Regions from separate parts of the Mus musculus genome. Here region 1 is linked to region 2. The links are chromatin contacts, called in public Hi-C maps. All regions are on one chromosome and are shown on one strand. Each heading gives the region's core, a stretch centred on a gene start, on an enhancer-like site or on the middle of the called end of the contact. The rest is flanking DNA. Distances are from core to core; before and after follow the strand shown.

The links. A called contact is a pair of places that touch in the nucleus more often than the background predicts.
Region 1: a Hi-C map of uterus shows a contact between it and region 2, with 2.2 times the contacts expected there. The contact joins the promoter of Rusc2 here to the enhancer-like site in region 2. A contact is called at or near these places in 8 of 39 promoter capture datasets (the SN4741 cell line, cranial neural crest, embryonic stem cells and 3 more), 2 of 484 Hi-C or Micro-C datasets (cumulus cells and uterus), 4 of 115 datasets of contacts at active chromatin or transcription factors (differentiating embryonic stem cells, embryonic stem cells, heart atrium and 1 more) and 4 of 9 other capture datasets (adipose tissue, embryonic stem cells, liver and 1 more).

Annotation. Positions count from the first base shown.
Region 1 is chr4:43,403,794-43,409,421 of GRCm38.p6, reverse strand. It overlaps Rusc2 (RUN and SH3 domain containing 2), which reads right to left and starts at 2,920. Exons shown (of 12, transcript NM_199057.3): 1 at 2,742-2,920.
Region 2 is chr4:43,305,806-43,311,713 of GRCm38.p6, reverse strand. Atp8b5 (ATPase, class I, type 8B, member 5) reads right to left here. Exons shown (of 29, transcript NM_177195.3): 6 at 5,885-5,908; 7 at 3,165-3,226; 8 at 186-258. Among named protein-coding and RNA genes, the nearest start is that of Gm46851, 31 kb to the left of the region's middle. Within about 2 kb of position 1,828, at least 18 of the 459 cell types and tissues checked have an H3K27ac peak or open chromatin away from gene starts, as enhancers often do. A contact at or near this core is called in pancreatic islet and uterus, where this site is marked.

The sequences.
Region 1 (5,628 bases), core at 1,671-4,170, 97 kb before region 2:
TGGTGTGTGCATGTGTGCACTGTGTGTGTGTGTGTGTGTGATATATAAGCAACCCTATGCTACTAGCTGAGTGTGGTGAGGTCCTGTGGTCCCAGCTACTTAGAAGGCTGAGGCAGAAGAGTTTCCCCAACCCAGGATTCATAGCCAGATTGGGTGTACAGTGAGACTGTGGCTCAAAACAATGTCAATATGGTAATCTGAGCACTGACTTAAAGAGGAAATAGAAGATGAACTGTATATATATGATCTTTTTCTAAGTTATTTTTATTAATTTTTATGTTTATATGCATGGGAAATACAACAAAATATTCATAGTGCAGATCTCTGTTGAGCAATTCTGGATGATTTTCATTTTTTTTCTGTTTCATCTATAGATAATACATACCATGTACATAAATAATAGTTTTCTTTAAGTAGGGGGATTCTCTTTAAATACAATATTAGATTTCCCTCTAGGGTTCATAGATATATCCAGGCAAAACAGTCACATACATTTTTTTTTTTTATAAAGGGACCTGGAGACACAGCTCAGGGCCAGAGTTTTACAAATAAGTGAGCAAACAATAGAATTAATAATAAAAATTAGGAGCCCTAATTTTTGAACATTAAAAAAAAAAGGAATGAAATGGGAGCTAGGGAGGTGACCCCTATAACCCCAGCATCTGTAGGGTAGGGAGAAAGGTTAGGAGTTCAAGGCCAGTCTGAGCTACAGTCGGTTCAAACTAACCTGGGCTACTGAGTCTGACTCAAACAACACAAAGAGGAATGATGTAATAAGCCATTTGACTTTGCCTCAAACACTGCAGAAAACAAGCGAGAGTGCATCTAAGACTTCTTCCCTGGGAGTGAATGTAACACTGTGGCCATGGGTGAAGAGCACTCTGAGATGAATGAACTCAGTTCACACGTGTTGTTCCTAATTAAATGAAGAGAGGAGGAGGAAACTCCCATAAACGAAGACGAGCCTCCTACCTAAATCTAACTCTGTAGGTAGAGTAGTGGCTCAGCCAGCAGGAAGATGTGACATCTAGGTGCACAGATGCAGGGAATCTCCAATTCCATCTAAACATCCCCATATAGTCACAGGCATTTTCACTGCGTGGGCTTGCTTGCTTATATTTTTGAGACAGGGTCTCTCTGTATAGCCCTGGCTGACCTAGAACTGGCTCTGTAGCTGAGGCCGGCCTTGAACTCAGAGATCTGCCCGCCTCTGCCTCCTGAGTACTGAGATTAGAGGTGTGTGTGTCATCACACACGTTTAACACACGAGGAAACCAAGCTGCAGGTTATGGGTAGCTCACTCCCAATCACAGCTGAAATGGCTCCAAGCCTGGGCACGTCCCCTCTCGAGGGTGTCTACTACCACTCATTCTCAAGGGCTTGAGGCCAGTCCTCTCCCTCAAGTCCGGCCATCACCCTCACACAGCTGTTTCCTACTATTCCATGGTGCCCACTGCCGTGACCACTTATATAAGCTCTATCAACTAGTCTGAACCTGCGGCCCCTTTCGTCCCATGTTCTCACATTGGTCAATCCTGTTTCCTGCCCTTCAGGCCCCAGTTCTCAGGCTTCTGCCTCATCCTGGCCCATTCATGGTTCTCACGACACTTCCCCCTTGCTCCACTGTGCTGTTCACAGTTCTTGGCTTGCTGGGAACTAACCTACTCTCAGGACACTCCCGAAATGCCCAGTCACACATTGTAAAACTCCCGTCTAATCTCCAAGTTGACTACCGGGTGAATGGTGGAAACAGGGCTAAGGATCTGTCTGCCTACGGGCAAGACAACTCCAGAAGGCCGCTTCCTGTCTTTGTTCACCCAACAGCATCCCTCTGTTGGTCACAGTACCTAGTTGCTGCTTTTCTGGTTTCTTCAGAGCTAGCAGGGAGGGAGGCAAAGGCATTCATTGTTATACTTTAGTGATCTGACCTTGACCTGAGGTCCTTCGGAGAGCCTCTGTGGGGCTGACAGTCTTCTCTAGGGCAGGACGAAGGGAAGAGGGCGGTATGGTGGATCAGGGGGCATTGGTTTAGCTTGTGCTTTGGTCCCTTCCTGCTAGGAAGCTGCTCTGTAGAGCAGGGCTGAGTATAACATAAGAGGTCAGGTGCCTTCAGCATCCCTCTCTCCATACGCTGTAGGGCATTTGCATTCATTCTTACTGCAACCAATCCCAGAGCCTGGCAGCTTCTACAATGGATATGTCTGTGTGCATACAAGTATGCATGTGTGGGGAGGAAAAGCCACCCAACCTTCTGGATAAGAATGCATAGATTCCTGCATGGTTTTCAGCATAAACTTCCACGAGCTGTAGAAGGGTCTCCACCCATTCAGCCTTTGTGTCCAGATTTGAAAGCTGCAGCTACAGCAGCTTCATTAGAAATACCCAGATAGAAAGAAAGAAAGGAAGGAAGGAAGGAAGGAAGGAAGGAAGGAAGGAAGGAAGGAAGGAAGAGAAAAGGATCTTGTTTCTTGACCAAACAGCACAGATAGATAGCATCAGCCCAAGCCTCTTTCTTGCCCGGCCCATGCATGCATGCAGAGATGAGTTTGTCTCCGCTTGCTGTCACTCTCCCTTTCCGAAAGACAAAGCCACCCTTCAGAAGCCAGAGCCCAGATGCTGATGCTGATCCGGCCTCTGCCAGCAGTGACCTCCCACCCCCCACCCCAGAGCCATTCCTCTGCAAGGAGCCTCGAGCTGGACCTGGTGGCTCCCGTTCCTTTTGCACGCCCGTCGCGCCCTACCTCGACAATGGCAGCTGAATCACTGGTCCTCGAGATCGCACAAGGGGGACCGGGCTGATACCCTGAGATCTGATTTCTGTTAGTACAATGGCATCCCGAGCTAATGCAGGGAGGCTGCGCAATCTCAGCCTGTCTTCTTGCTGCTGCTGCTGCCACGGCGGCTGGGCTGCGGTGACGTTGCTACTAAGGGGAGGGATGGGGAGGGAAAGGAGCAGGCAAGCCCACAGTGCAGCCACTCAGTTCCAGGTCGGTCCCTTCGGCCTGTTAGTCTGGGGGAGGGGCGTAGAGAGAGAAGTCAGCCACAGGGGGCAGTAGGTGCTGGAAGACGGAGACTTTCCAGACAGCAGCATAAAAACCCAGGGAGAGCCGAGCCTAGCTTCTCCTGGGTCCTGAGTGTTGGAAGAAGTCTGGGCAGAGCCTGGGCGCTTCCTTCCTTCCTTCCTTCCCTTCTCAGGCCGCTCCTTTCCGACCTTGGCTAGAAGCACCCCCCCACACACACTCCTCCCACTCAGGCAGTGAATGACTGCGTGTTTCCCAGCTTTTTCTTTAGTTAGGTTTCCAGCTGGGTTAGGGTGGAGGGTCATCCTGGAAGGAGATTTTGGAAGCCCCACCCAGAGGCTACACTAAACAAAACAATATTCCCAGCGACAGATCAGCATTCCACCAGCTAAACAACACCGGCATTTTTCACAAGGCCCAATCTCAGTGCTGGGTTTCCAGGGTCCCTCTGCGTAGGCTTCTGAAGGAAGCCCCTGGGCCACAGGGGGCTTCTCTGAGCAGGTGGCTCTGATGCTCCAAGTCTGGGTGGCTGCAGGCCACCTCCCTAACCCAGGGTTCAGCTGGTCTCCCGGCTCTTCAGAGGGTCTAACAGTTTAAGCGGAGCTGAGCCTGTCACATCAGTTTTTGGTTCTTGCGGACTTGGGTTCGACCAGGGTTGTAAGGGAGTCGATTCCCTTTAACCAGGCAGAGAGTCTGGAAAGTTCCTTCTCCCACAGGAAGGCAGGCAAAGGAAAGGGACTGGGTTCTTAGAGCCTTCGCTTCAACTGTGGACCTTCTGAACTACCTGCCTCTTCCTCTCTCGAGTTCTGGGCCATTCTGTGAGGATAACCGCGCAGTAGCAGACCACACACGAGCCAGGTGTGTAAGTGGAATCTGTCGCTGCTCACTGATGCCACCCTCCAAAACAGCAGCTTTCAGGACAACCATGGCAGCACATGCCTCTAATCCCAGCACTTGGGAGGTAGAGGCAAGCAGATGTCTGTGAGTCGAAGGCCAGCCTGGTCTACATAGAGAACTCTAGGGTGGCCAGAACTACATAGAGAGACCCTGTCTCAAAAACTCCACAAAACAAAACAAAACCAACCAGCCAACCAGCCACCTTCCTGGTGAGCGCTGTGGTTCCCAATGAGTCATGCGCATTTATTTGGTTTTGCTCTGAACTGTTTCCTTTACTCCCCCAACTAAATTTCCAATTGAACTGAGGGCTTTATGTGTCCCAGGCAAGCTCTCCTCCCCTGAATATTTCTCCTCCATGGTTGGTTGAATCTGTGGGCCGTAGAACCCATGGTATGGTGGCTGACTATGCTATCTCCACTCTACCGGGAAGACTCTGGATTTCAGGTCTCAAGAAGCCTTGAGAGGCAGCGCTGGGGTTCCAGGTGCACGCCTTCACATTCATCTACTTCCGTTCTTGCATCTTCCCCGCGCTCCTGAGACCTGTGTGTTTCCTGACTTCATGCTGACCTGAGCTGAATTACAGAGGTCTAACCTTGACTCGCTTGAGGATCAACAGCCCCTGGTCCTACAAAGAAGCAAACAATGAAGAAGAGAAGCCGGAAAAGGGAGGAGCTTACAACCCTGAGCAGCCAGTAGCAGCCCTCTCAGCATGGCTGAAACGGTAGGTGTGGGGCGCTGGCCTTTTCTGGAGCTGATAGAGACTACTTCTGGGGCTTGCTGTAGGTTAAGCAGTGCCATTTGTGATCAAGAGCATGGAGTACTCACTACTTGATTCCCATGAGAACTTTGGGCCCAGGGTCTTTGTCCCGAAAATATCTGTGAGGCAGACGACCCCGAGCCTGCAGAGCTAGCGACACACACTCCATGATTCCTTTAGTTTAGCACACCACAGATCATGCTGTTACTTACTACCCAGCCCTACTGCATGCCTGGTGCCCAAGGAGCCAGGTGTAGTGACCCCAGCGTCTGTGACCCTAGCGTCTGGGAAGCTGAGGGGCATCTGCTTTCGCTGCGAGTTTGTGGTCAGTCTGGATTACATTGCAGGACCCTGTTTCAAAGAGGGACAGAAGTGAGGACTGTGTGTCGTCTCAGTATACCTTTGTCCCTGACCTTTCCCAATAAGGTCACTCTGCTGACCTTTCACCTCAAGGAACTTATCTGGAAATAAGGGAGGACTTCTGTTTATGTTATTCCATTCAGCAATAACCTGCATTTGGCCATGTCACCTCAAACTGTATGACTGATCTAATAGCAAATGCTCACATTAAGACAAATCAAAATAAGTTATGATAAACTGTATTTTCCTGATCTAGAAGCATTTTTCTTTTACATTTGGGGGGTGTGTGGGCACGCATGCGCCGCCATGCGCACAAATGGAGGCCGGAGGACAGCTTTCAAGGAGTCAGTTCTCCTCTACCCTTGTGTGGACTCCAAGAATTAAACCCAGGTTGTCAGTCTTGGTGGCAAGCACCCTTACCTATAGAACCAACCTGCTGGCTATCCCAAGACCTTACAGTCTCTGTATGAATGCTGTATGCATGTGTGTTTGTGTGCAGGGTTTGGTGGGTGCACGCTCACATGTCACCAAGTCGAGCAAAATTAGCTAGTCAGCAAGTCACAGTGACCTGCCTGTCTCTGCCTCCTCTACTTT
Region 2 (5,908 bases), core at 579-3,078:
TCCATTTCACCTTAAGCTACGATGAGAGAGAGACAGGAAAAGCTTCTTGCCTATGATCTCCAGAGCTGATGATCTCCAGAGGCAGCGGAAAGGTGCCCAAGAGAGGCGGAGGCAAAAATGCCATAGGGCTCCCTGATCCTAATACACGGAGAGGAGCGAGAAGCCACACCGGAGGAGGTACTCACGGTAACAGGATGGTTATTCTCCAGCTTAATTATGTCCCCCACTTGGACATTCCTCCACTTGATCTCCTCAACCCTGTAAGAAAATGGGCCTTGAATTTCTGCTGGGACAGTCTCTCCAAAGTTCTGTTCTGATAACTAAATAGAACAAAGCAGAAGAGACAGGACAGGCTGGAGGGAAGGGAGCCAAGATGCAGAGGTCAGAGTGCGCTGGCGCTTCATGCTCTGCACGGTCAAGAGCAAGCTCTGTCTCTCTGGACACATCACTTTCCCCAGCAGGTAGCTTTGTTTCTCAAAGGGAGCCACTATATTCTAAAAACTTTCCTAGAAAATATCAACTCATAGAATCCTCTACCCCATATATATTTCAAAGTTACACAGTAAGGTTAATAATCCCAGTACCTGGGAGGCAGAGGCGGAAAGATTTGTGTAAGGCCAGTTTGTTCTACATAGAGAGTTCCTGGCCAGGCAGGGTTACACAGTGAGACCCTGTCTCAAAGAAACGAAGTAGAATAGTAGATACCTTACTGTCTTCATATTTTATTTAATAACATATCTTAAAGGACATATATAGATGGGACTCATTCTTTCTGTAGACCAGGCTGGCCTTGAACTCAGAAATCCACCTGCCCCTGCCTCCCAAGTGCTGGGATTAAAGGCATGTGCCAACACCGCCCGGCGGGACTCATTCTTTTATTATATGGCTAAAATGTATTCTATCATCTGGCTTTACTAATTTTATTTGCTTCTTTTATTGGGTTACCTTTGACCCTTTAAAACCTCATTTCCTATAAAAGGAAGTCTGGTAGTATGATGGCAGTATGAGCAGATTCAACAATACCAGCTCTCTCTCTCTCTCTCTCTCTCTCTCTCTCTCTCTCTCTCTCTCTCTCTCTCTCTCCCTCTCTTTCTCTCTTTCTCTCTCTCTCCAACTTTCCAACAGTACTCCTAAGTCACTTCTTCTCTGTTAAAGGTCAGATATGTTTTTTGTGTACACATGCACACCAGGGCCTCAGACTAACTCCTAAATTCTCTCTGTGATAAATTCTTCTCCAAAAACTGTGTACAAAAACAAAAAATACAAGTACTTGAGTTATTTGAGGGAGTTCATCTGATTAAATTTATTTGGTCAGAAATTCCTCAGTTTGATAAGTTTCTAATATACTCAGTTTTGCCTTTTAAAACAATATTATCCCTTCCCCATTTTAATAGTAATTCACCTTTTTGGTCTTGAGAACTTCCAGCTATATAAAACACTGGAGGAAACAATTCACTCTGAGTAATGAGGGTTCAGATGCCAAGAGCCTGGATAACAGAATGGCCTGATCAGAGCTACAGAAGGCCAGTACCCTGCGAGCTGGCCACCAAGAGAAAGGCAGGCATGCATCCCTGGTGACTGTCAGGCTTGCGGTTTCTTTCCTCGTGCTCCTTTCATGAACTCTAACATCTGCAGTGCTTCCCTGACCCAGAGCTGGCACAGACATCACCTCCCCCATAATTCCTTCTGTCAGACATGGCTCTGTAACAGCTTGCCACGACCCTTAGAGTATTTTCCACATTTTGCCCTCTGTAGGAACATGTCTGCCCTGTTCCAGTCTTACCACCATGTAGCTCAGCCGTGGAGCCAGTGCAGACACTAAATTGGGCTGGTGAGTTGTGAGCTGACGCCTGGATGAAAGGCTATGGTAATGCAGCCAGTGAGCCTTGTCAGAACCCATTATGTTCTAAAGACAAACGTCCCGAGGCCAGTCACGGTGATAACGGTCACAGGCATATTAACTTCACGCTATAATTTATTAACTGCTTGGATATATTTTTCATTTTATTTTCTCAGGCATCTAAGACAGAGCTTATTATTTCCATTTTCTCGGAAAGAAGCCCAGAGGCATCTCAGTTAGTATGACACTTCAGGGTATACTAGAGACATCTACAGGCAAGTTCTTTGAGCTCTTTCCTAGCACACACCAGTGTTAAGGCCAAGGTGGAATGTTAAAGCCTAGGTAAATGTTAAGGCCTAGGTAACTGTTACCTGGCTAGCCTGCTATTATAAGCAAACTTTCTCATAGGTTTCTGCTGTTTCTAGGAAACGTTCTAATGCCAAGTTGATTACATATTCTGTTACGCTTTGTGCCCTTGGAAACCAATCATGATAGAGGTCAGTAGAACTGTTTTGCATAGTTACCCACAATACAAAACAGCTCTTCCTACATCTGTGTCTAAGCTTTTATGATATTTGCTTTTATAAGCTGCCCCTGGATGAACCCCAACATAAAAGATGTAAGAAACTATTTAAAGTAAGACTTTCATTTTGAGTAGTGGTCAAGTAAAGTTTAAGTTCTTAAGACCTCCCTGGGAACTGGCATCCTACTTGGCAGAAAGAGACATGTATGTGAGTAACTGACATGCTGGTTAGCAAGTTAAGACATGGATGCTAGACAAGTCCCATGTTGGTAGACAAGTTAAAACATGAATATTAGACAAGGCAAGTCCCCTGCCACAGTTCAGTACCCCAACCAATGGGAGCAGGCTAATGTACATCAAAGACACGTTCCTAAGGAAATCATCTATCCTTAAATCCTGATTGGTGGAATAACATGACACAGGTATTTGTAGACTTCAGGCTTAAAAAGGCCTATAGGACCTCAACTTGGGGTCATGGTTCAGATCCCAAATCTGGCCCATGGCTCTGGTTGTTCAGTCCTGGGTGTGTGTTCAATAAACTGTCCCTGTCTGGCTGAGATCGGTGTTTGTGTGGTCAATTAGGTGATTCCTGGACCCCAACATTGAGGTCCTGGGTTTGATCCCCAGCATCTCAAAGAGAAAGACCTCAATGAAGTAGAAACAAACTCATTTTAAGTTTATCATGAAGCCATTTCACTGTCCTGAATTACCTTTCTAAAGTCCCCACCGTATCAAGGTTTAGCAATGGTGGCCTCTTCACAGGCCGATTCCACCTAGCCTGGCTTTCCTAAGATAACATACCTGCCGTTCACCAGGATTGAAACAGAGCGGTTGTTGATCTGCTGGTCACTTCGGTGTCTTTTCTGAAATCACACGGCAAACATTCAGGAAATAAACAAATAGAAACTCACATGTACAATTTAAATGTTTTTTGATCCCCTCTTCCATATCCCAAAGCCCTCCTACCATCAAAGCCAGACTAAGAGGCTAAAGCTCATTGGAAACTAGGAAGGAAGGCAGAAAAGGAAAGAAAGAGACCCATCTTTGGACTAAATATAAAAAATGAATGCCTAGGAGCTTAAAAAGAAATGACTCAAAAGCTGAGAGGACAGGGCACATGCCAGACAACACTAGGGGATCCCCTCAAAGGTGTACAAAGAACTGGAGGGAGAAAGGGGGCACCCAGAAGCATCTACAGCAGATGTGGGGAGTAAAGAGGCCAATATTCAAAGACCTATGCTAGCAGGAGAACCAACACAGCAGTGCCCCAATGCAGGATCACAAGAGCCGCTCCTTGGAGGTGGAGCTCTCTCTCCCCTCGAGAAGGGCAGGACTAGGACGGGGCAGGCAGAATACCCCGTTTCCCATGACTCCAGGTTCTGCAAACAGAACAAGTCTTATTCAGAGACGAGCCCTGAACCAGAAGTAGCTGGGTTGCCTTATACTGGCAAGTTGAGTTTTCAGTTCTCACTAGAAGGTAAGGGTAGCCGGGTATTATGTAGTCCTGAGCTAAAATGAGTTTATGTATCTCATTTGAGTATCTGAGTTGTGACTGAAATCTAAGCCACTATATGTGGTAAGCCTAGATTTTTTAATTTAATTTATTTGTAATTCATTTTTTACACTCCACATTCTATTCCCCGCCCCTCCCCTCCCACCCTCCACTGCTCCACATCACACATCTCCTCCCCACCACACCCCATCTCCACATGGATGCCTCTACCCTCCACCCCATCTGACCTCTAAACTCTCTGGGGCCTCCAGTCTCTTGAGGGTTAGGTGCATCATCTCTGAATGAACACAGACCTGGAAGTCCTCTACTGTATGTGTGTTGGGGGCCTCATATCAGCTGGTGTATGCTCTCTGTTTGGTGGTTCAGTATTTGAAAGATCTCTGGGGTCCAGATTAATTAAGACTGCTAGTCCTCCTATAGGACACCCTTCTCCTCAGCTTCTTTCAGACTTCCCTAATTAAACAACAAGGGTCAGCTGCTTCTGTCTATTGGTTAGATGCAAATATATGCATCTGACTCTTTCAGCTGCTTGTTGGATCTTTTGGAGGTCAGTCATGATAGATCCCTTTTTGTGAGCACTACATATCCTCAGCAATAGTGTCAGGCCTTGGGATCTCCCCTTGACCTAGATCCCACTTTGGGCCTGTCACTGGACCTTCTTTTCCTCAGGCTCCTCTCCATTTCCATCCCTGTAATTCTTTCAGACAGGAACAACTATGGGTCAGAGTTATGTCTGTGGGATGGCAACCCCATCCCTCACTTGATGTCCTATCTTCCTGCTGGAGGTGGGCTCTATAAGTTCCCTCTCCCTACTGTTGGGCATTTCAACAAAGGTCCCTCCCTATGAGTCCTGGGAGTCTCTCACCTCCCAGGTCTCTGGTACATTCTGGGGTCCCCCTCCCCAACCTCCTATTCCTGAGGTTGCCTGTTTACACTCTTTCTGCAGGCCCTCAAATGGCCATCCTACCAAAGGCAATCTACAGATTCAATACAATCCCCATCAAAATCCCAACACAATTCTTCAAAGACATAGAAAGAGCAATTCTCAAATTCATCTGGATAGGCAAAAAAAAAAAAAAACTAACCAAAAAACCAAACCAAACCAAACAAAACAACAACAACAACAAAACCCCACCCAGAATAGTGAAAACAATTCTTAACAGTAAAAGAACAGCTGTGGGAAATCACCATCCCTGATCCCGAGCTTTACTACAGAGCAATAGTGATAAAAACTGCATGGTATTGGTACAGAGACAGACATGTTGATCAATGGAATAGATCTGAAGACCCAGAAGTAAGCCTAGATTTTACAAAGTTAAAAAAGCATTGTGAGGAATGGCCTACTCTTAAACTTTAGTCCATATGCTGTCTTGACAAAACCAGGCCTCTTTGAAGATGCCACAAGGACAGCTTCCCAAACCCTACTAGTAGGATTTGCACCCAGGGTGACCCCTTACAATCAGCATTGGCTGTGACAGGCCACTATCTCTTTCCAATGGCAGGAAATGAGTGGGCCTCTGATCGTGCCACAGGGCTTGCTAGAGTCCCTCTCTGTGCATGCCAAACAGAAGTGGCAGTTGGAAAAGGAAAGAGAGAGCACTGGAGAGAAAGAGAATGTGGAGGGAGAGAAGAAAGAGTAGGAATAGGAGAAAAGGCAGAGCAGGGCACAGGGGGAAGAAGGAAGAGACATGAAATAAATGGAGTCAAGTGAGGAGAGATGACAGCAAAGCCAGACAAAGCTAAGGGGCAGGGGCTGGGTTTCTGAGAAGAGACTGAGGAAGTCTGGAGAAAGTGGTAGAGAAAAAAAAAAAAAGGGCCCGCACTGCCTGTTTCTGGCCAAGCAGAAACCTGTAGAAGAAACCCTATGGCATCCGGGATAGATAAGGGAACAAATATGAGAGACATCTCTCTGGTTAGCACTTCTTGGCACAAGGTAATTCTGGGAAGTCTTTTTCGCCCATAGCCCAATTACTAGGTCTAGTGAGGGAAGCCCAGGAAGCCACTTCACCACGTCATCGATGGCGTCTTTCAC